Linked DNA regions of Zea mays: region 2 is linked to region 1. Evidence: chromatin contacts called from public Hi-C data. All regions are on one chromosome and are shown on one strand. Each heading gives the region's core, a stretch centred on a gene start, on an enhancer-like site or on the middle of the called end of the contact. The rest is flanking DNA. Distances are from core to core; before and after follow the strand shown. Region 1 has its middle 45 kb from the start of LOC100283611. Region 2 has its middle 21 kb from the start of LOC100192713.

Evidence for each region. Hi-C and Micro-C count contacts between places; a contact is called where the count stands out from the background.
Region 2: a Hi-C map of endosperm shows a contact between it and region 1, with 5 times the contacts expected there. The contact joins two enhancer-like sites. A contact is called at or near these places in 2 of 25 Hi-C or Micro-C datasets (endosperm and leaf).

Annotation. Positions count from the first base shown.
Region 1 is chr9:69,023,880-69,030,451 of Zm-B73-REFERENCE-NAM-5.0, forward strand. No RefSeq gene overlaps it. Among protein-coding and RNA genes, the nearest start is that of LOC100283611, 45 kb to the left of the region's middle. Within about 2 kb of position 3,337, at least 18 of the 20 cell types and tissues checked have an H3K27ac peak or open chromatin away from gene starts, as enhancers often do. A contact at or near this core is called in endosperm and leaf, where this site is marked.
Region 2 is chr9:69,205,117-69,211,561 of Zm-B73-REFERENCE-NAM-5.0, forward strand. No RefSeq gene overlaps it. Among protein-coding and RNA genes, the nearest start is that of LOC100192713, 21 kb to the right of the region's middle. Within about 2 kb of position 4,600, at least 18 of the 20 cell types and tissues checked have an H3K27ac peak or open chromatin away from gene starts, as enhancers often do. A contact at or near this core is called in endosperm and leaf, where this site is marked.

The DNA of each region.
Region 1 (6,572 bases), core at 2,087-4,586:
AGCTTGTCGTGCTAGTCCATCTCACCGCACTAGCCGCCGCTGTCCGCCAGTGTACAGTGGACAGGGGGTGATGACTGGATGCGGGCGACGCGATAAACATGCACGTCGAGAGAATGGCTGCATTTTCCACACCGCGAAAGGAGCCCATCACTCGGAAACCGTAAGCCGTGCAAACAACAGGCGACGCACCGGCGCCGCGCGCGCACGCCTATTTCTAGCTCGATCGTGTCCTCTCGCCGCTCCGGAGTCCTCAATCCACACGCTTGGGCGAGCAAGCCTTGTTCCGGAAGCGCGCGGACGACATGCTGATGCTGCACCCGAGGTTGGTGTCGTCGAGCGCCGTGGACGACGAGGACCACTGCGAGAGCTGCGCCTGCTACTGCGCCATGGTGTCCTGCGTCTCGCTGCTGCTCTTCATCGTGCTGGCTGCCGCGGTCAGCATCCCGAGGGCCTGCGCCATCGCCGGCGTCATGCTGCTCCTGCTGGGGCTCGTCGGCTGGCTCGTGCCCACGGGGAATGGAGCCGGTCCGGCGGCGCAGCAGCAGCAGCAGCAGGGCCAGGCTGCTGCCGATCCTGGGGCGCGGCGGCTGGTGGTGCACCACCGGTGCGCGTGCGGGCTAACGGACGCCGCTATCGCCGCGCTGCCGGCGGCGTTCACGTACTACGAGGCGCCCGCGGTGAAGAATGGAGTGGGGAGCGAGGACGACAAGCAGCCGCGCGGCAGCTCCTTGCTGTGCGCGGTTTGCCTGGACGACGTGCGGGGCGGCGAGATGGTGCGGCAGCTGCCGGCGTGCCGCCACCTGTTTCACGTCGACTGCGTCGACGCCTGGTTGCGCGCTCACCGGACGTGCCCGCTCTGCCGCTGCCAGCTCTCCCCGAGGAACGACGTCAGCACAAAGCGGGCCGCCGCGGTCGTCGGGGAGTCATCCATCGACGCGTTGCCGCCGGTGTGAGTGTTACTCACTCATCAATCCTCCGAAGCTGGCCGGCGCATTGGTAAACTGTATTGGACCAGATTCTTCATTTCTTAACACCACATAATAAAGAAAACTTCGGCACAATTTCGAGGGCGCGCAGCAGACGTGTGTCTCTACTCTCTAGTCTCTAGGCATGAGCATGAGCCTCAACATCGATCGAGTGGTTCCAACCACATCGCCAGACCCGACGCTTCCAGCAGTCGCGAAAGAAGTAGCATCTCGCCGATGGGGACGGGTACCAGACCGTACGGACCAGGGAGTCTACAACTTGACACGCTTCAGTTCTGCCGCTACCAGACAGGCAATCGAGTCTATCATGTCAGTGCCAGCTTTTGTACTGTATGCTCCGTTGCACCACGAGGGTCTGATGAATGTTGCTGCCAGTTACATTTTCGTGAGTTGTAAAACCAGAACAAATACCCGTGTTTCTTAGGAAACTGAAGCTTTTGGGCTCTTGGATCTATTTGGATGGAATTCTAAAACCCGCACTCGTCTAGATAAAAATAAGCTGACGATGTTTGTGGGTTAGAATAATTATCTAGAATGAATCCTAAGGCACCTCAGAATAAAAATCTCATAATCCTAGATTCTCACCCAAACGAGCTAGATTGTTGGCATTATTCTTTTTATCCGGGTTCTTTCTTGAAATCCCCTGGCACATTTGGATGGAATCCTCGGATTCTAAAGTTTCTTTCTGTATCTGAACTATTGAAATTCCTATGGATGCAAACGATCCATACGTTTAGCTGAGCTGAAACGACATCCGTTGATGGCAATCTGTGCTGCTGTTGATCTGTTGGACTACCTGACCAGATGAGTGGACTAGCTTGGTGAGAATTGGACCGGTTATTTTACTTGCTTTTGTGTGGTAGAGGAGGATGGCAAACCTAGATTGAAAACGATGACATGTGAAAAATCCAAACATTTGGGGTTTGTCGCTTTCCCCCTAAAACGCTTGGAGTGAGTTGTTCGAGTTGTTGCAATTTTGGTGGTGGTCGATTGAGTTGGCTGAGTTGACTCAGTCCGTCGTGAGTGCTTCGGTTGTTGGTCTGCACGCCGTAGTTGCAGTGATGTGCAGCACATCACCCTAATTTTGTGGGTTCTATGTTCAGATTCAGCTCAAAAGACCGGGTTGCATTTTTTTTTTGTTTTTTTGTCCCAATAATAAAATTTACGGCAAATATTTTGTGGCTATTTCAAAAAGAACTCTGAATATGCTCATTCTGTTGGTTCGGTTTGATTATTTTAATCTCAAGAGACGGCAACATAAAAGAGCGAGAAATAAAAAGGCTGCTTGGCTCTAGCTGCAACAACTAGCCAATCCAACAACATTTACTGCATGACTATAGAAAATCAGTACTCTCTGGAGTAGAGCTGTAGGCCTTTGGGTTTTGAAGGTTAGTTTGGAAACTCAAATTCCCTTTGGGATTGAAGGTAATGAGAGAGAAAATTAGTTTATTTTCACCTTAATCCCCTCTAATCTCGAAGGGGATTTGAGATTCCCAAATTAGCCCTTAGGATGTGACCTTTCAGCCGAGTGATATCCAGTCCGATAAACCAGCAGAAGCGACAGGGCCAAAGTAGAGTGAAAACATAAAACAAATAGCAAGCGGAACTGCTTAAAACTCGAACACACAATACACAATGCTTACCGTAGAGAGAACAAGGCCACAACTAGAAGTACAGCACTGGAAAAAAAAACAAGACAAGACAACAACGAGCCAACGATATAGACCCGTCCTGCAAACAGCACTGATTCTCAATTTATCCAAAAAATACAATTTAATCAAATTCATTTTGGATTGAAAATATATTTGTGATTGATGGCCTTCATGCCGTTGATATATATATATATATATATATGTGTGTGGGTGCGCGCGCATGTCAATTATCGTGTGTAATACCCAAAAGTTGGAGAAATACAATAATCCTTGAGACCAAGTGTCTAAGTGAGTTTTGTTTATTTTCTTTAGCATCTCAACAATATACAAGGGTTTGATGTAAAAGAAATTATCAAATAAAAATAACTAAAACAACTATGCACTCATGCTGATATGCTTTGATTTCTGCACTTAATTTAGTGATCAGACTTCATTGGAATTTAAAATAAAAAGGGAAAAGAAATAATAAAGGAAGAATAGAAAACAAAAAAGGGGAAAGCTTCCCTCGATCGCATGGGCCGAATTCCCCAGCCCACAGGAGCATCCCGCACGCGGCTCAGGTGGCTCACACGGGATCATTGTGCCGATAGGGAGGCACATCCTGTCAGTCGTTATCCCTCCGCACGGACCAGCCTTCTATGCTTTCTTTTACCTTCCACCGACGGGTGGGCCCTTTGGCTTAGCCCCTCACGCACCTTGCTAGCACTCGTGTGTCACGACGCTCTCTGCCACGTGGGCCCCAGAGTTCAGGCGTCGTGCTTTCCCCCCTCTGTGCGCATAGCGGGCATGGCCGTTACAAACACTGTGCCCCCTCCTGCTTATCCCTCATGCAAGGGCTGGGTGGCAGTCCCCTCGACCTGGGAGATAAGACCCAGGGCACCTACGCCCCTCCTTCTTATCCTTCGTGCAAGACTCATCGAAACCGCCACAAGAGAGAGAGTCGGGAGAGCTGTCGCCGCCGCATAGCCCGTGCGGCTTGAGAGAGAGGCGTCGTGCTGGGCGAACCGCCACTGTTAGGCTCGACCAATTGGGTCAGTGGGATTCGGCAACGCTCGAGAAGACCGGTTGTCGCATCGACGGACGAAGTGGTGATCGGAGCGCGTGACGATTTCACGCCGGAGTCGGAGCTCCATCGTCGATTCCATTGCGTCCTGCGAGCGGGCTACTTCACAGCTATCACTGGTGAGAAAACCCTTTCAAGTTGTTTGTCGCGTCTTCCTCTACGTGTAGCTCGTTCATATCGGGATTGGAGCTTCGGGAAAGTATCGGGGAACTTCGGTCGTCCTCCTCTAGGTTTGGAAGGGCGGCGCCGCTGAGTCTTGTGGTCGGGTGGGGAAGAGGGTCCCCAACCATTGATCAGGTGACAGTCGACTTAGATTAGATGAAGGGAAGCGTTTTGCAGAGATGGATCTGAGTCGTTGGATTTTGGGCATATGGATCGGATCTGGTGATGGCGTGGCGCTAAGTGGGCAGCGGAATCATGATCCAAGCGTTGAAATCGCATACCGGTTCATAGTGATGCAGATCTAATCCTGGCCATCCGATCTTGATCGGGCGGCTCTTGTGCGGCTATCCCCGTCCATCGTGCACAACTTGCATATGTGTCCCTGGCTTTATTTGAAAACAACATGTCGTCCACACAGAAGCAAATAATAGTGCATATAGGTCCTGGAACTTACACAAAGCACCCTAGATTTTTTCAAAATGTTACCAGCAGCCCAAACATGCTTCTAGTTTAATGAAATCAATTAGAAAATGATGTTCCCTTGACCACTTTTCTTTACCCAATAATATTCTCTATGATCACTTTGGCATGTTCAGGCTTAATTTTGATGGGACCCAATAGGTCACCCTAGTTTGCTTTACTTTATACCCTATTTATCACTGAACTTTTGGGTAGCATTTGCTATTGCTCTATGTGGTTTTGGGTGTTAAGACAAATATGATTTATGATCATGCTTTATTATTGTGATTCTATTCTTTAATGTTCATGATAAGATTATGGTGTTAATTGGAACATGGAGCTTAACTTGAGATAACAGTGCTACCACAAGGGTGGAATGGGACGCCCTTGGCCAAGTAATTAGGAAAGTTAGGGAGAGATTACCTTACCTGAAAGGGGCAAGCGGGGAGGCATCGCTGCAGAGTATAGGGAGGTTCTTGGGTCGGACTATCTATTTAGCTTTCCGGACGAGGGATTCCTATGCTTCCTTCTTCCTTCTTTCTGAATCTGTAGCGGGTCTTCTCGAACTAGTAGAACTTTGGAAAGGCCTTGTACTGCTACCTTGCCTCGTCTCCTCGATAGAGATGAATGGAACTTTTAGACCCCTTAGCAAATGGGGCGTCCACGCGCCACTACACCGACGCACCACATCCCCACTAGCCTGACTCCACCGCTACCCTAGATATAACCTCTATTTCTGTATCATGATCGTAGATCACATAACCCAGTTAGGTGTCTCATGTTCGAAAGAGACACAGTGTAAATATGTGGATCTTTGCATATCTATAATTGTATCTATTTCGAATTGTCCATATTTTTTGGACAGCCCGTGGTTGCGTAGATAGGGTTAATTTCCATGCTTTACTCTCATCTGAGACAGAGTTTCTGTAAAGCCCAAAATTGGTAGGAGAAAATAATAATAATAATGATGAAATAATTAAATAAATATATTTAAGATAGTGTTTTAGGGACTTTTGAAACCTTTGGATATTATTGGGTTTCTCATGCTTTTGAATGTTCAATTGAATAGAATTAAACTAGCCAAATAACAAAATAAAGAAATATAGAATTATGTATCTCATGATGGAGTTCTTGCATTTTTACCTTTGTGCTCAAAATTTTGAGACAAGCTTAAGTTTGAAAAGTAGAACTTGTAGCACCCAAAAATATTATTTTGGATTTCTAATAAGAATGATACGAGGATTTGAAACATGATATTCTTTATATCACCTTTTAAGTCGTATCTTCTTAAATAGATACAACTAAATACTAAAAGATTTAATGATCTTATATAAATTAAGTTATTCTTTTTAGATAAAATGTTAGAAATGTTATCTGAAATAACTATTAATAAATTGGTACAAAAGAAATTATTTTATTAAAACATATATTTGGTGAGTATAAAATATACACTTGGAAGAAGTTGCTTAAAATAAATAAAGCAAGGAATATATATATATAATAAAAATAAAAACAAACGTTGCATCATGCTGGATATTTTGTTTGTGCATGAAAACCTTAACTCTAAGTTTGGATTACAAATTCGAATTTGGAATGGAAAATAAAACTAGAAATGAAATCTGAAAAAAGATAAAAAGAAAAAGAAACCACCCAGCCGCGCTTGGGCCAATTCTACCCTAATGGGCCACCATATTCCCGTGGCGGCCTGGGTAGCTGACCGGTGCCGACACATGGGCCCCGGACGCCAGCGTCGGCCGCGTGGTTGGCTCACTGACACCGTGGGACCCGATGACCAGGTCTGTCTTCTCCGCAGTACGCGCGTGTTAGGTCATGCCACCGGAAATCGCCCACGCCGTAATTGTCCTGCGCAAGCCCATCTCTCCACCGCGCCGCGCCGCTGACTGCTGGACACCGACGGGCGGGGTCCACTGGCAGGCCGTCTTCTCCCCAAGCTCGCGCGCCCCGTGACCCAGCTCCGCGCAAATACCGCACGATCCAACGACCTCCACCGTCCTCGCCGTAGAAATTGGCCGCAGTGGCCACGTTCGCGCATGGATCTCGCTCGAGAAGTCCGCGAACCTCCCCCTGCTCTCGCCCTATAAAGCCGTGGGCCTAGCGTTGGCCATCTGGTTCGCTGTCGTTGAGAGCAGAGAGAGAGAAAGCTCTGCGCCGCCCTTGACTTCGCGCCTGAGCATCGGTCGGCACCCTCTGGTGGGTTGGGGAGCATCGCCTGACACTGGAGAATCTCGC
Region 2 (6,445 bases), core at 3,350-5,849, 180 kb after region 1:
CTCTTTTTGCTTCTGGAGGTTGCGGTTCTTGATGCACAAGGCACGCAGCTGTAGTTGTTCCTCTGCTGAAACGCCGATGACTTCGCCGTCCTCGGTGGCGTCCGCGCCCTCCGGTGGAGCGAAGCCTGGGGGAGGTTGCGATTGTCCTCCGGAGCTGCAGGTGCGGAGGCTGCCTTCGGGTGTGAGTTGTTCATTGCGCTGCCTCTTGCTGAGTGTGTCGTCTTCGCAGTATTCTTGGTGGGTGGTGTCGACAAGGGCCTTGCCCTTTTTCTCGGCCAGCAATGCTGCCTTCGCAGCTTTGTCAACGGATGGGGCTGCCTTCGAGCTAGCTCTCTTGGGTGCCATCGCGGGTGGTTTTTTGTAGCACGAATGGTGGGCACCAAATGTTGGAACTTACTCTCCCGAGCAAGGTGATCCAACGGGGGAGTGAAAGTAATGCGGACAAGGTTTTTGCTCAAGAAGGCAATTGCTCTGTTAATCTAGCCTCTCAAGGGCACTGTGTGGGGGTATTTATAGGTGCCTGAGTGCCCAGCGTCATGGATTAAGGACGCATGTGCCCTCAGGCGCCTAGGTCATCCGCGGAATATTCCCATAAAGCAGGGTTACAAACTTTCATTACAGAAAAGCCTTCACAAACCGGGCCCGTAATGCGCTCAGCCGCGCGGGGCCTGTTACAATGGGCCGAATTCTACGTGGGCCTTCGCGTTGGACGAGGCCGCGAGACGGAGCGACCTCGTCGTAGGCCTTCGTCTTGCAGCGTATTGGACGAAGGGTGGAAACTGTAGACTGTTTAGCCTCCGTTGGTTTGGTGAGATCGACGAAGGCATCGAGCGAAGGGTGGCGTCTTCGCCTTCGCCCCAACAATAACTATCAAGGCAAGATCAATGGATGACAAGGTAATGGTGATAGCAAATAAAAACACATCAAAGGATAGAATTAAGACAAAACTTGTAAGGCGACAAAGAGGGAAAAGAAACCAAGGAAGAGATAGGTAACTCACAACTCTCAAACTAGGTTGAAAGAAAGGGGAGGCTTTTAAAGGACAAGTTCAAGTTAAGCATTTATGTAGAAGACATAAATATCACAAGGGTCAAAGGCGACAACGGACAAGGGTATAAGAGAAAAGATGAAGGTATAGAAGAGCTAGAGGTATAAGTACAACAAAGAATGGAGTTATGTCAAAGCTTACACGCAGTAAAGAAGAGGATATTGCCAAGGGTAAGATAAGTAAAACATCGCTATCAAATTGGGATAGGAGATTAGAGATTTTAGATAACAGACATAACGTAATCACCAAGGTATGGTCGAGGGATGGGAAAGGTAAAGGCAACACTAAACAGAAGCACAACAAAGGATGGCGTTAAAACTCGCAAGCGACGAGGAAGAAGATACGACCAAGAGAGAATATGTACAATACAACTCTAAGATTGAGAGGGAAGAGGGAAGGTTTTAGAGCACATGTATAATATAAGCATCAAGGGAAGATATAAAGGTGACAAGGGTAAAGATGATAATCGTGAAAAACATAACCAAGGATAGAATTAAGGCAAGCCTCGCGAAGTGGCAAAGTGGCGAAGTGGAGAAAACAATCAAGGGTAAGATTCCAACAGGAGGGTTGAAGTAAAAATTCATTACCAAGGGAAGTTACAAGGAAACAATGAGGTCACCAAGGATGTGCAAAACAAAGTGATTGCTCATGGATCATCGAGAAACAGGAGTGGTCAAGGACATGTAAACTAAAATGTCTTAAACTGACATTGGGATATAAAGGTAAGCATAAAAAACGAGAGTATGCAAGATTCCAAGGAGATGAGCATACCAAGACCAAGAGATTAGAAATTGTCGAATGATAGCGACTTGATCAATAGAATAGGAAAGGGTCTCAAAAGACAGAAAGGTCATGGTCATATAAATTGAAATGTTTAAATAGCTAGCAGGGTTTTTTGAGGTAAGTATTTGAAACAAGAGTATTGAGGAATCTAGGGGTACGAGCATGTCAATACCAGGGGAATAGTGGTGGTCAAATGGTATAATTTTAATGATGGAAGAGGAAGGAATCTCAAAAGACAAAAGGCTATGGTCAGGGGGCATCTACAAAGATGTCGCAAGCACAAGAGTGAGATTAGATCTAATAGAATGAATAAGTAAAGCATAGACAATACTAGAATAAAATACAATAAGCAAGGTGATATATAGAAGCATAACATAGAATTAGCCGATGTGGCTAATATTTTGAAAACATCAAGGATGAGGTGAAGTAATAGTCAATAAGTCCTTAAACGGCCATTGCTACTCTAGGCTAGCGGTCCTACAGTTAGCAAGGCTTTGATACCACTTATGTCACCCGGTTTTGGAAGGTAAACCGAATGCGAACCATGTACGTGCTAGGATCAGAAATTCACATACATAGCGATTACATAAATGACTCATCATAGCATAATGCTTCGAATAGCAATAAAGAGTAAGTAATAATATTAAATACTAGGGTCATTTATATAATATAAATCAAAGTGCACATAATATAAACGTAGCCATCGTAAACGAACCCACCACATGCAGCTGACTGGGGAGGTCGCTAGCCTAATCCTCGAACTCATTGACGCCCTGGAACTCCCGGAGATCCGCCTCAACGCCTTCTTCTTGTTTACCTGAGCATAGATAGCACCAAAGGCAACCTAGTGTTTTGTGAAAGCAAGGGTGAGTACACATCAACGTACTCAGCAAATGTCTCGTTTGGCTGAGGTGGACTAGCTTTATGTGGGGTTAGGCTCAAAGCAGTTGCTTTTAGTTCGTCAGATATTTATTACTAGTAGAAGCCAAGTTTTAGCAATAACCAACCCGTGAATCATTTCCTCATTGAGGAATATAATTATCATCATTGTAACCAAAACCATCAATAGAACCATTGTGTCTCAAATCATCTATATCTCTAATCAAAGGAGCTCCCAAGGCCGCTCATAACCGTGAGCACCGCTAATATATTAGTTTCTTTCCTCTGTAGAGGTTGCACACTTTACCCTTGAGCCGTGATTCCCTTTCTACCCGAGGAGCGCTACTCCCCATTGATCACACTACCTAGGTGATCTGGTAGGGTATCACTACGTAGCCTTTACAAAGATTCCCCAAAGGTATAGCCGCCCGTTAGGTTTCCTAAATGCACCGCACTCCTCCCCAAGGGGCAAACCACCCTCGGCAGAGCGAGCCGCGTACACCGAGCCCCATTAACGAGACGACGGTGAAGCGAACTACACCTCAGTTCATTTAATTAATTAGCTAAGTGTGTCCCATTCCACCCTCATGGTTGTATTGTTTTCCCAGGTGGTCATCCAACGAACAGGTCCTTACGTTGAGGTACTCGGGAAACAGCCGGAGTCCCCAAAAATAACACAAGCTCATCATCATAATCAAGATATCATTAGTGTATCATAAATATTCTCATCATATTCATTGATTAAAGTAGAGCGCTAGCATAAAGCTAACCACAATAACCCAAAAGGTAATCAAGGATAAGGTAAATAGAAAGATAGTCAATCCTTTGGTTTTAATTATGTAATACGAGGAAATAAACAGGTGGATCAAGAGGAGCCGCCCAGCGAGGAGTTCGACTTAATCTAGGTGGCGTCTCCCAGTTAGCTTTGTGGCACTAGGGAAATAAGATTTAGTTCGTTTTATATTTATCATTTATTTTGTAAGACTTCCGCTATGTAATAAGTACATTCATGATATTTATGACATTTATCTCTATGCACTCTGTTATTATGTGTGTTGTTTTTCCTTGGCGCACAAATGAGATGCACTCGGCTTTATCCCTTAAATCAAGGTGTGACAATCTCCGATCGACGGTTCGCCTACTCTGGTCCAAGCAGTTCTATCCGATCAAATCTGGGCCATCAAATGGCCAATCAGCGGCTCAAACTTTCCCTCCTTCACCCTCGGCAGCTTGCGCACGGCAGCGAGGCAGGGCTCCGCCCCCCGAAGCTCACTGGATGACACCGCCCAGCCTACCGGTGACCGAACTCAACCTCGAACGCACCTAAACATTGCACGGCTAAAAGCGAAGCAGGGGAAAGCATCCTTACCGAACATTGATGCCCGAGCGGCGCTAGCCACGGTTTTAGGCGGAACTATGGTGGAGAGGTTGCTCCGATGAGAAATTCTAGGCGATCCGGAGCAGAATCCGCCCAGGCGACACCACGGTTGTGACCATCGAGGTTTTGTGTAGCACCTAGGTCACCAAACATGGCTAATCCGACGCCGTTGGTGGATTTCACTGCCGGCGACCCCCATCTTCCCTTCCGATGGCAACTGGTATCGTAGAGAGATGCGGATGGGAGGAGGGGCACCTAGGTTTCAGCTTTATAGCCCCTGCAGAAGATCGGCTTCAGGTTGATTCAGGATCACAACAACATCGCAAGATCTCCGGCGATTTAGTTAGGCTCGCACGCGGCTGCTTCGCGCCCCCTGTGGAGAAGTACTACGCTAGTTGTGTGGTGATGGAATTACGAGTGGGCCCGAATACGCAGAGGCTTAGTTGAGCGCGTGAACCGGTGAGGGACAGGGTCACTGACGCGGAGGCCCCACGCATCAGCGCGAGTACTGGGTAGGAAGGATACAGTGCGTGCACCCGACCAGGCGGGCACACATGGCAGTGATCCATCGCGCACAGGTAGGCACGGGTTGTGCGGTTGGGAGACTGGCGAGCGGGGCCCATCCACCAGCGCTAGAGGAGCGATTACGCGGACGCGGGAGAGCGGCTGACGCCCCCGGCCCACCTGTCGGCGCCGGGTGGAGTTGTTGGGCAGCGCACATGTGTTACTTGGGCCAAGGCCTGGAGATTTCGGCCCAGGTAGCTTCTCCACTTTTATTTTTTTGCTTTCTCTATTTTCATTTGAAATTTCCGTTTTGTTTTAGTTTTAGATTTTAAAATTCAAAGCTGAGGTCAAGGTCTCAATTAGAATTTATATGCACAACTCAAAATCTCGAGCATGAATGCACAAATATATTTTATATATTTGTTTTATTTTAGTTCTTTTATACATGATTCCAATCATGAAATAGATAATAGTTCACACCTTATGAATTTTAGGGAAATATAATTTATATTGTAGATTATATATTAAGAAATAGCTTAATCATAATTCTTCTATATAATTCAATCCAAGGATAATTTAGTTTATCTAAGTATCTTTTATTTTAGTCTTAAAAATGTATATTCATTTTGGGAGCAGTAACTTCGAAAGTATGAATATTCTTAAAGAAAGGTGTTTTGATTTAAAACTTTTGGGGAATTTTCCTTATTTTCATAAGATTGAACTTTAGGGTGTTACACATACATGCATACAAAATATAATATATAAGATAACTACACAACTTAGATTATGCCCCATTAAAACATATATCTAGCTTAATAGATCTATCTTAACCTAAAAAGATTCATCTTATCCTAATAAGCATACTTATCCCACCCTAGTGTAACAACCATGATCTAATCCAAATTAACTAGAACTTACCTAGACTAATCTAGTCATACCAATCTAATCTAAATTTCATCTAATCTGATACGATCTAAATCTAATGTTAGTTACCTAACAAGTTGGTTAATACTGGTGAAATAGGTTATACCCTACTCCAATAAACAAGTTTAACGTAAATTGGTGCCTTACACCAATTCACCATTAACAACAACCTAACCTACATAGGTGGTTTGTATAACCTATCTAGCCCAACCTAAAAGCAAAAAAACTAAACTTGATTCTACCTATTCTCATCATAGCTTAAGCCACCTACTAAGCCATCTGCTCTACCTACAAAGCTATTTGGTTTACCTACAATTTTGTCTTATGTATGTGTCCCTAACTCGGATGACAACATCAAGACCCAAGATAAGAAGATCAACCTCGTCAACGAAGAATTGAAGTCACGCCAGATTTTTTAATGAGACAGAATCCACCATCCGGGATGGAGTCCTTCCTTGCTATAATCTTTCATACCTTAACTTACCCTTTCTCTAACCATGACTCATCCTACCTAATAGATGGTTAGACATAAAAGATGTCCATGCTTTGCTAATCACCAATAATCAATGTGAAGGACAAAAACTTTTGAGTTTGAACTAATTAAAATTGAAATTGCAAACAAAACCTTTTGCTTCCCTTTGGCACTAATCTTGAGGACGAGATTATTTTAAGAGGGTAGAATTTGTAACACCCTAAAATATGTTCTTGGAGATTAGGAAAGTCCTTCAAAAGATTTTGGGTTAGAAATTCTTTTAATAAAAAACTTTATTAGATGTGAGATTATTCTATTAAAATAAATAAATAGTAGTATTAAAATTCAGTTATTGAAAGCTATACTTAAGTCTTGGAAACTAGAACTTGAATCCAAAATTAACTAGACATCTCAATTATCCATATGGGTGAATCAATTATTCATGGACTATATAACA